Regions from separate parts of the Mus musculus genome. Here region 2 is linked to region 1. Evidence: chromatin contacts called from public HiChIP or PLAC-seq data. All regions are on one chromosome and are shown on one strand. Each heading gives the region's core, a stretch centred on a gene start, on an enhancer-like site or on the middle of the called end of the contact. The rest is flanking DNA. Distances are from core to core; before and after follow the strand shown. Region 1 holds the start of Muc1 (mucin 1, transmembrane). Region 2 holds the start of Efna3 (ephrin A3).

Region 1 (5,099 bases), core at 1,057-3,556:
ACTTGATGCTAGAGATCCCCAGAAAATCTCCGTTAAAAATCTGCAGAAACTGGGAGAAGAGGAGAAGACTCAGGAGTGATGTGAAAGCCATGCAGTCCTGAAGAGCTACGTCAGGGGACACATGGCAGAGGCTAGGCTGATACCCACCAATCCAGAAATGTTCCTCTTCAGTTCTTGGTAGTAGTTGGAGCTGGGGTCTTCCAGAGAAGAATTAAATGGGTGGTTTTGAATGTAAAAAGACAAGAAGAAGAAGGAGACCCCAACAGACAACTGGGGTGAACTGTTACTGGAGAAGGTAGAAAATGGTACTGTGCTATAGTAAGAGCTGCTGGCAATAGTGCTGTGGCTGGAGGTGGTGGCCATGGTAGGAGAAACAGGGTATTGACTTGGCACTGAAGGCTGAGTGCCATTGCTGACTGGAGTTGTAGCTATTGCAGAGGTATTATAGACTAGACTGGTAGCTGAGCCCAACACAGAACTGGTAGGTAGCACCGAGGAGCCATTGTGGTCTGGAATGATAGCTGAGCCTGACGTCACTTTGGTAGTAGAGAATGGCATGCTACTGTAAACTGGAGTGGTGGCCAAGACTGATTCAGAGCTGTTAGTTGTAGTTGAGGTACCACTGTGGTCTGGACTGGTGGCTGAGCCCAGTGCAGAGCTGGTAGTTGTGACTGAGGTGCCATTGTGGTCTGGAGTGCTAGCTAAGTCTGATGTAGTCTTGATGTTTTGGATGGAGGCACTACTGTGGACTGGAGAACTGGTGGAGTCCCTTAGAGGGCTGGTGGCTGGAGAAGAGGTGCCACCGTGGGCTACTGGAGAGCTGGCGGAGTCTTCTGAAAGGCTAGTGGCTGGGGAAGAGGTGTCATCATGGGCTACTGGAGAGCTGGTGGAGTCCACTGGAGCTGTGGTGGCTGGGGAGGAGGTGCCACTGAGGACTGCAGTACTGGTAGAGTCTTCGGGAGCTCTGGTGGCTGGAGAAGAGGTGCTACTATGGTCTGGAGAGCTGGTGGAGTCCCCTGGAGGGCTGGTGGCTGGGGACGAGGTACCACCGTGGACTACTGGAGAGCTGGTGGAATCCACTGGAGCTGTGGTGGCCGGAGCTGAAGAGGTGCCACTGTGGACTACTGGAGAGCTGTTGGAGTCTTTTGAAAGGCTAGTGGCTGGGGAAGAGGTGTCACCATGGGCTACTGGAGAGCTGGCGGAGTTCACTGGAGCTGTGGTGGCTGGGGAGGAGGTGCCACTGAGGACTGCAGTACTGGTAGAGTCTTCAGGAGCTCTGGTGGCTGGAGAAGAGGTGCTACTCTGGACTGGAGAGCTGGTGGAGTCCCCTGGAGGTCTGGTGGCTGGGTCTGAGTTGCTGCTGTGGACTGGAGTGGTAGTCGATGCTAAGGAACTGCTGGTGTCCTGAGATGAGGTGACACTGTTTTCCTCACTTGGAAGGGCAAGAAAACCTGAACCAGAGTGGAAGATTAGGGGTAAACTGTTTTTATGCTCACAGCAGCGCAGCACTAATCAACAGAGTTGGACACTGGGTCGCTTTGGATAACATGTGTGATGTTTTAGTTCCGGCTAGAGCCAAAGTTGAAGAAAAAAAAAACAAAACAACAACAACAACAAAAAAAAAACCTACTGGGTTGATGAATAAAAATCAGAGCAAGAAGAAAAATATAAACTCTGAAAACAAAGTAACCGGGGAAGGAAGGGGGATCATGTTAGCATCAGGTAGCCCCTGGTTTGCCTTCATCCTGACAGCCTCCCTCCCTAAGCAGAGGTCTCACCTCTGCTTCTGGCTCATTTATTCCTCTACTTGAGACAAGTATTCATACTGTAGCCTAAGCTGGCCTTGAACTCTCTGTGAACCTGAGCGTCCAGGGTGTGGGAACTATAGACTGGAACCACTGCACACGGCCCCATTCTTCCACTCCGGAGCTACTTCTCCTGACACAGCCTCTCTTCTCTACTCCCCACAAAGAGTATTATTTGCCTACTATAGTGCCCACTCTCCTGAGGGGTCACCTCTTCTCAGCCTCCTTCCTTAGCCTCTTTTCCCCCCTGGCACATACTGGGCCATACCTGTATGGATGGCCATTTATGACTCTCATAATCTACCAGTAAGCAAACTCCACAGAAAGACTGGGAGTCCCACCTGAACAGCGCAGCCCCTCCCCACCTTGCGCCTCTCACCTTTTAGACTTGCTAGAAGTAGCAGCAGGAAGAAAGGAGCCCGAATGCCCGGGGTCATGGTGGTGGTGAACAGGCGGGAAGGGGCTAGAAAACAAACTCAAGGCTGGCGCTCCGTGTGTGAGGTGGAACAGGGCTGGTGCCTGCTGCTTTATACCAGTCCCCCTCCCGCCCTAGGCACAGTCAGAGCAGGTGACAGGTAACAAAACTCCGCCCCCTCCCCTATTCTTTTCCTCCTCCTCCCCCCCAGTCATTCCTGTGTAGGGTACTTGGGCTCCAATCACTCAACCTTATGACAACCTGTTTTTTCTCCATCTGGCCTCCCACTTTTACCAACCGCTCCTTGACTACCCCAGGTGTGTATGTGGAGGAAACCTGGGGCCCCCTGGCTCTGGTTTTAGTCCCAGAGTGACCGCCAAGAAGAGGAAAGGAAACACAGAAAGGCCCTGGACAGCAAGACATGGGAAGTCCATCCCTAGGTCCCCCGATCCCTTTTCCTATTCTCTCTGCGGGTCCTTGAACACCACTTCTCACAAGTTGAGAGGACATAAGGGGGCTGGATAATAGTGGACAGGTCGCTAGTTTTAGTCTCCCTCCCCGAACCCCCCCCCCCCCCGCCACTTCCCGGAACAGCCCCGCCCTTCTAGCCGTTCCCGGTACTCTGAAAACCACAATCCCCGCCCCTGCCAGACTTTCCAGTAGCCTGGGTCTCTCTTTGGCTTTCTCCCGAGAAAGGCGGTGGGGGAAATTTCCACTTAAAAAGGACTAAACTTGGGCTCCACTGAAGCCTAAGGTCCTTCCTACCCAACCCTCCACCTTGAGTGGCAGGTTGACCGGCCCTTCTATCCGGAAACGCCTGCCCTCTAGTGGTCACCGCGAGCGTCGCGCGGCGTACTCGCACCAGCCGATAGTTTGGCAGCACAGCCCAAGTTGAGACAGATTAACTTAAGGAAGTTAATTGTGCCTTGGCGAAAAGAATCAATGCCTCGGACAGATAGGAAAGAATGCACACTGTAGGGGAGAAGCAAGGGTCATTAATTGGGCTACTAGACTTCTGGGGATGGTGTTTGCGGGTAGGGTAAAAGTGGTTGGAGCCCCAAGGTATCTGGAAGGGGGGGCATCAAGTTGTGTGATGACATTGAATGGTGGGGGGTGGGGTGTAGGACGGGTTATGTCTAGGTAGCTAGATATTGAGGAGGAAGAGATTAAGTAGGTGGGCCGATCGTGGAACATGAGAACGTTGAGATGTATCTGGGAAAGGAATATTTGGGGCGAACAAGCACTCGAAACAAGGCAAACCCGTGTGTTTGTGTGTGTGTTTAGGGAGAAACGAAAGGTGTTCTGAAGGGCAGAAACAGTTGAATTTGGGGAGGGCTTTGGGTTCACAGTAGCGCGGACTGAGGATGCCAGGCCGGATCCCGCAAGCGGAGGTTGCGGAGTAAACCAGCAGGAGCAGTTACAACTGTAGTAGGCAAACAGTTCTTAGTCCCAACGAATACAAGACGGAAACTAATACTTTAAAAACATTTCGGAGGTGCAGGAACGGAGGCGTGGGTCCCACGCTCCCGCCGTGTGTCCCGCCTCTGAGAGGCTTTGTCAGGCCTGCTCCGGGCGGAGTGGAGCCGCCCTACGTCAGTTCGCCCACAAGTATTTAGGTGGGCGGCACCAAACCCCAACTCCCAGGATTGCCAGGCAACAGCCATTCAATTCGGTTGCTGGGACACCCGTCACCATGGCGATGGCTCTGCGCCTCTCAGTCTGAGTATTTAAAGAGCAAGCGCGCGCACTGCTTTAGCGTTGGAAAGTGGCCTTCGGGGCACCAGAGGCTCCCCTCCTCTCCTCACCCTTTCCCTTTCGCCACCTTTCACTCTTCGGGTGTTCAGGCTCTGGCGCACCTCTAAGGTGACCTATACTCCCCAGAGCACTCCAGTCCCTGGGTTCCAGCGGCCCAGGTGGTTAGGGAGCGGGATTCCAGAGCCCCGGGTGGGCGGGAGGGACGGGACGTGGTGCAGTGTTGTTCTTTCCCCTGCCAATATTGCACTCGTCCCGGCCTCCGGCCCCCTCGGCCCCCCCGGCGCCCCCTCACCCAGAGTGGGGCAGCCCCGGCCACCGGGCTTTCGATCTCTACCGAGCTTAGACTGAAGTGTCGCCGCTACCACGGTAAGTAAGCGGGGCTGGAAGGACCTTAGCCACCCTCCAACCTCATCCTTCATTTGGTCCTTTTCCCACCCACACCTCAACTTAGTCTAACTTTCCCTAGCTCTCTAACTTGCAACTACCAGCCTTTCCCCCTCAGGTTCCTTTCTGGGCCGGAAAAGGCCTAAAATAAACAATTGCACTGACTTAGAAAATAACTGAAACTTTATGGCAATGTGCTGTTGTCTTTCCTGGGGTTAGAACCTGAGTAATAATACCCCTTGAAAGTCTCCCAACCCCTGCACAATGGGGTCGCCACCCCTCTGGGGCTGAGCTCCCTGGTGGGTGCCAGAGAGCCATCCGTTAGGCTGAGGGGCTGTAGGTTAGACCCCAGGGTCTCCAGAACAGAGTTCAATGGCCAAAGGTCTCCGATCAGGATCTGGGTCCCGTGGCCACCTCCTCACACTCTTCCCTGGAGCAGCTGCCTCCGGAATGGCTCAAAGTCCTCAGGCACTGTGTCTGAAGAGGGAAAATAAGTCAGGGTCAGAGGACATGGTTTTCCCAGGGCACAGGTCAAGTTGACCGCAGTCTAGAGGCTCACCATTGCATCGGTACTGGAGATTGGACCAAATGATGTTTTCTTGGGAGAAGCAGAATACGCCGAGACGCCCCCCTCGCATGGACGTGTCAATAATCACCCCAGAATCCGCCACTAGCTGGGGACCCTCATAGAGCTTCACCCTGTTGGGAACAGAGGTATCATTGGTGCTAAGGTGCCAGTG
Region 2 (5,099 bases), core at 1,489-3,988, 94 kb before region 1:
AAATTCCCAGTCCCCTTGGGGCTTTTGAACAGCTGTAGCTAGGGATGCATATACTGCATGGTCTATACACAGAACTGCCTCATACCCTTGTGAAGTTTGTACTTGGCACAAAAAAAGTTACAACATACACAAAAAGAAGCTGGCATTAGCATTAGCTCACACTCCCTTACTAAGATGGGGAGACACATAAGCCCACTTCCCACCAAAGGAAGTTGCACGTTTTTTGTTTGCTTTTTTTTTTTTTTGTACAAAGTACCACTTGCCAAGAGTGCACTCTAGAGACAGAATCTTCATAGAGGGGCCCAAATCAGTCAGCTAACACTTCCATGGAAGAAGCCTGAATACCAGAGGATCAGATCCCACAGACACAGGCCCCACAGAGTGTTCAAAGTCGGATTTTGGCCAGAGAAAAAAAAGATGGTCTTAAACCCAGGGTTAAACAAAGAGGGTCCCAGGAAAACAAGGGAAACAGTTCAAGGAAAACAGCCCCCCTTTAAAAAACTATTTATAATTATGTGTGGACCCCCCTTGTGTGTGTGTGTGTGTGTGTGTGTGTGTGAGTGAGTACAGGTACCTTTTGAAGGTGTAAGATCCACCAGAGCTAGAGTTACAGACAGTTGTGAACCATCTGGTGTGGGTCATGGGAAATGAACTTGGGTCCTCTTAGAAGAATAGAAAATGTTCTTAACCTGTGAGCCGCCTCTCCCGCTATGAAGCTCTATGGATGACTATTGGTCAGAGAGGGTGGAGTACAACATTCTAAAGAGAAATTTCTGGGCTCTAGAGAATGGGGCCCAAATCACACAAATCTTTAAATTAAAGCCAGGTTTTATTATTTGTGTATTTTTCCAGTTATGGGGATTGAACCTAGGCTCTCATACAAATGCCCTACCAATAAGTACATTCCCAGTTTGGAGCCCAGATTCTAGAAACAGAAATCTTAAGTTTTCAAAAAAAAAAAAAAAAAAAAGTTCTGGACCAGTCCAGCACCCTGCACTCGTATGCTTGTGGGCAGGCTACCCGGTGACGCTGCCTTACAGAGAGACGCTTACTTCTTTGAAGCAAAGGTATGGCACAGAGGGGCTGAGGCTGGGGCTGGGGCTGGGGCTGGGGCTGGGGCTGGGGCTGGAACTCCCAGGAGTAGGCAGTTAGCATTATTTGGGTGAAGCAAATCTCTTTGGGAATGAAGAGAGCTGTTTGCAAAGTCCCTCACTCCCATCTCAAAGGGCCTCATTTATTTTCTGGCTCCCAAGAAGAGAGAGAAGGTATCTCCCAGGAGTGGAGAGGTATCCCAGGAGGACAGCACCCACTCTTGCCTAGCAGCAGGGAGGCATGGTACCTACTGTGCATGCGGTGCCCTTCCCCCAAGGCAGGCGTGTGGTCAGGGCCTTGTACTGCCAAAGGTAACTGACTGAGGTGCTGCTATCTTTCCTACCTCTTGAAACACAACAAAACAGCAATGTGCCTGCCTCCCTGGGCACAGGTGCTGTGGGTTCTAAGAACCCAGTAAGGCCCGGTTCTGCTTTGTCTTTCAGTCTGGGCTTCTGGGAAAGAGACAAGATAAGGGGTGAATGCCTAGTAGATCTGTATTCTGGATCCCTCACAAAGAGGGTCAATCACATGGGAGAAGAGTGTGTCTGTATACGTCAGTGTCTCTGTCTAGGGGCCTATGTTTACACCAATTTCTACTCTATAGGCACCTTGTGTGCCTAGATTGGACTGTATGTCAAGTGTCCATTGCTCCTGTTTCTGGATATGGACACCTTTATTTTTTTTCTCTCCCATCGCTGTGTGCATGTCATCTTTGTGCCTGTATGTCCCTAAGAAGACAACTGCTGTGGCAAGTGCTGGAATATAAGGTGCCCTCTGTCCTTAGAGAAAGCATCTATGGAAGCAGGAATGAGCGTGCCTAAGGACATCACTGAGGGAATCGGAGGCAGTGAGGGGACCTCTGTGGGCTTTCCAAGAAGACTGCTCCATTCCTGCCTGGCTCCAACTCGCCTTGGCAACTCACCACCACCAAATACCTTTGCCCTGGATTACCATAGAAGGCTTAGGCTTTTTTTTTTTTTTTTGAGACGGGGCGGGGGGTGGGGGTGGGGGGACACGGTCTCGCTGCGTAGCCCTGCCTGGCCTGGTACTTGTTACACAGACCAATGTAGGTGCCCTCGAACTCACAGAGATCTGCCAGGCTCTGCTTCTAGAGTGTCAGGATTAAGGAAGTATAGCTACTGTGCCCAGCCCCCAGAAGGTGACACTCTGGGCTGAGGTGTTCTGGTTTGGCTTCAGGTGAGGGCCTTCAGGCAGCCAGCTGTTAGCTCTTGGTACCACCTGAAGGCTTCCCCATCTTGTGTCCATTTAACTCCTTGCACACATGGAAAGGGGTGGAGGAAGTAGAGGTCCGATATGGGTCTACTCTTGCTTATTCCAGACGTAGATCTTCGCTCAACGCCCCCACACTCTATGGAGAAAGGTGTGGACCTACACCAGATGTATGTCCAGGTCTTGGCTTCCAAATCCTTCTGTGAACTCCAAGCTTGGGGGACCTAAAGACGCAAACCTCTGCAGCAAATCACCTAGGAGAGAGGAGAGGCGCGTTGTTCCTAAAGGGGCTACACAGTATGGGTCGCCCACGCGCGGCGCGCTCTGGGCTCAAGTGGGGCGGAGCCCCGCGTGAGCGCGCCAGGGGCGGGGCTTCGGGGGCGCGCCCAGAAGGGCGGAGGGAAGGATTGTGGGCGTGACTAAGATTGGGGGCTGGCAGCGGCGGCAGCAGGGAGCTGGGAAGCTGAGAAGCCGGGAGTGCGGGGCTCAGTCGGGGGGCGGCGGCGGCGGCGGCTCCGGGGATGGCGGCGGCTCCGCTGCTGCTGCTGCTGCTGCTCGTGCCCGTGCCGCTGCTGCCGCTGCTGGCCCAGGGGCCTGGGGGCGCACTGGGAAACCGGCATGCGGTATACTGGAACAGCTCCAATCAGCAGTGAGTCGGGGACCCGGAGAACCCGTGCGTCCCGCGTCAGTGATGGGGGAGCTGGTGGGCCCGAGAAGTCCTAGGGGAACCTGGCAGCAGTCCTGGGAGACAGGCTTGGTACCGAGAGGCGAGGGAGAGGGGACGCACTATGTGGGCGTCTGTGAAACTCGGGGGTGTCTGAGAGAAGCTGTTGGGGCATAGTAAAGAGCGCTCTGGCCGTGCGGAGGAGGCTGTTGGGGGTCCCTAACCCCATCTTGGTTTCTCTCCACACTCGCCAATGGAATAGTGTTCTCTGTCCCGTAGTCTCCCCCACCATCCACGCTCCTTTTGGCTAGGTTGAAGTCTGTGAGTACCGGTGTGCTAGGGATAGGCCGCTGCGTTTGGGAGCTGAAGGATGACCTGTTTTCAGCCTGTAATGTTGATGGGGTTCTGCTTAAGACTCTTGGTTTTAAAAGTGGGGTTCGGCATTAAGGCAGGAACTCCGATTCTCCACCTCCTCAGGACGAAGGGTAAGGGGTTGCTCTGGTTGTGTGAATAAGCCCTGCTGGGGTGAGCCGGGCCAGGGTCGCGAAGTTGGGGGGCCCTAGGAACGCAGGGTACTGGTGAGAAGGAAGAAGGCAGAGATGTCGGCATGTCACACACACACACACACACACACACGCACACACACACACACACACACGCACTGAAGCTAGGGACGGCGTATGGCACTGAGTGTGAACGGGCGTGCGCGGCTGTCAGTGTGCGTGTGTCTGTGTGTGATTTGTGTGTCTGCGTCGGCGACCGTCTAGGGGTGGGAGCGGGCGGCGGATCGGGGAGGGGGCTGCGGTCGGTGTCCGCGTGGCCAGTCTTGTCTGGGCTGGGGTGGCTCTTGGCGCCGCCGCGGTCTGGGCGGGTGTCAGGGCGGCCGTGTGGTTTCCTCCGGTGTGTGGCGCGGCGGCTCGGTGCCGGCTGCCGGACCGGGCCATCATTCTGCACAGTCCTTGCTGCCCTTGTCTTCTCCCTGCCGAGCTGTCGTGTGTATCACTCTGGCCACCTCAGTGTATTGGTAGGGGGATCCCTGGGGACACGGGGATCACTGTCACACCTGCCCGGGCGGTGGCGGCAGCTTTGCTTCTGACTCTCCGCCCTGGGGGCCGACTAGGGAACAAATGGTGAGACCCCAGGGGAGGGGACCTGAAGGGCCTCGACCACGACCCCCAACCTTCCGGGGGAGGGGCTCCTGCTTGCTGCTCTGCTCTTTGTTGTTTGGGGCTCTGCGCCTCCCCCTCTTTCTCCTCGCGCCCAGAGTGTCAGACTGGGGGTGGGGATGAGCTAATGACGCCCCCCTTTCGCTTCCCATGGAAACCTCGGGGGTGGGGTTGCAGCCCCTCCCCCCCGGAGCGGGACTCCATCCTCCCCGGGGGGCCCCGAGGGCTGACTCCCCTGCTGTATCTATCTTGCTCATCCCCCCCTTAAGATTTACACGTCCGACCCCCGCCCCGCTACAGTCTGGCACGAGCAGAGAGCTCGCAGGCGAGAGACCCTGGGTTCCCCGCCACCCTTGGGGAACCCCACTGCTGGTAGCTTGCCAGAGCCTAGGGGGTGTGGAAATAGCCTTGGGGGGAGCGTTGATCAGGTTCACCTCCCCCGCATACACCTGGGCGCAGGTGAAAGCTCCGGAACGGGATGGTTCCCAGAACCTCCTTTCGCCCTCTCCACTCCGGTGTGGGCAGGGACCGACGGAGGTAGGAGGCGGCGCACACCGGACCAGGAGGCCGCTGCCGCCCCCGCCCCGCTTCCCGGGCCTTTGTTGCCGCTGCGCCCGGACTCCCCGGCTCTCTCACTGCGGCATCCGCGGCCCCATAAATCGTGAGAGCGACGTGCTCCAGAGCCGGGAGTGGAGAGGGCCGGGGAGCTGGGGGCGGGGCCGGGCTGAGCCACAGGCTCCCAGGCCCCCCCAGTCACGTGATCTAGGTTCCTGGCTCCCACCTCTCATCACGTGTAGAGGGTCTCTGCCCCTTGGGGTCACGTGGGGAGGGTCTGCGACCCCGCCTCTTGGGGTCACGTGGGAGGGTGCTGGTGGGACACGTGCAATAGCCTCCTTTGACAGACCTGCAGTAGCCTACTCCGACAGACCTGGGGCGGGTGGCTGGGT

Evidence for each region. HiChIP or PLAC-seq counts read pairs in DNA pulled down with a chosen protein or histone mark.
Region 2: an HNF4G HiChIP or PLAC-seq map of pancreatic cancer cells shows a contact between it and region 1. The contact joins the promoter of Efna3 here to the promoter of Muc1 in region 1. A contact is called at or near these places in 9 of 39 promoter capture datasets (the 3T3-L1 cell line, the SN4741 cell line, cranial neural crest and 6 more), 1 of 15 datasets of contacts at CTCF or cohesin (embryonic stem cells), 11 of 115 datasets of contacts at active chromatin or transcription factors (the 230-238 cell line, double positive thymocytes, embryonic stem cells and 5 more) and 3 of 9 other capture datasets (adipose tissue, liver and pancreatic islet).

What each region holds. Positions count from the first base shown.
Region 1 is chr3:89,226,263-89,231,361 of GRCm38.p6, reverse strand. Muc1 (mucin 1, transmembrane) reads right to left here and starts at 2,306. Exons shown (of 7, transcript NM_013605.2): 1 at 2,185-2,306; 2 at 148-1,451; 3 at 1-49. The coding sequence starts at 2,242. It overlaps Thbs3 (thrombospondin 3), which reads right to left. Exons shown (of 23, transcript NM_013691.3): 22 at 4,919-5,058; 23 at 4,521-4,836. The coding sequence ends at 4,778. It overlaps Mir92b (microRNA 92b), which reads left to right and starts at 4,164; the gene lies at 4,164-4,246. It overlaps LOC115489723 (a long non-coding RNA gene), which reads left to right and starts at 4,253. Exons shown (of 2, transcript XR_003954661.1): 1 at 4,253-4,341; 2 at 4,883-5,099.
Region 2 is chr3:89,320,578-89,325,676 of GRCm38.p6, reverse strand. It overlaps Efna3 (ephrin A3), which reads left to right and starts at 2,738. Exons shown (of 5, transcript NM_010108.2): 1 at 2,738-2,971. The coding sequence starts at 2,844.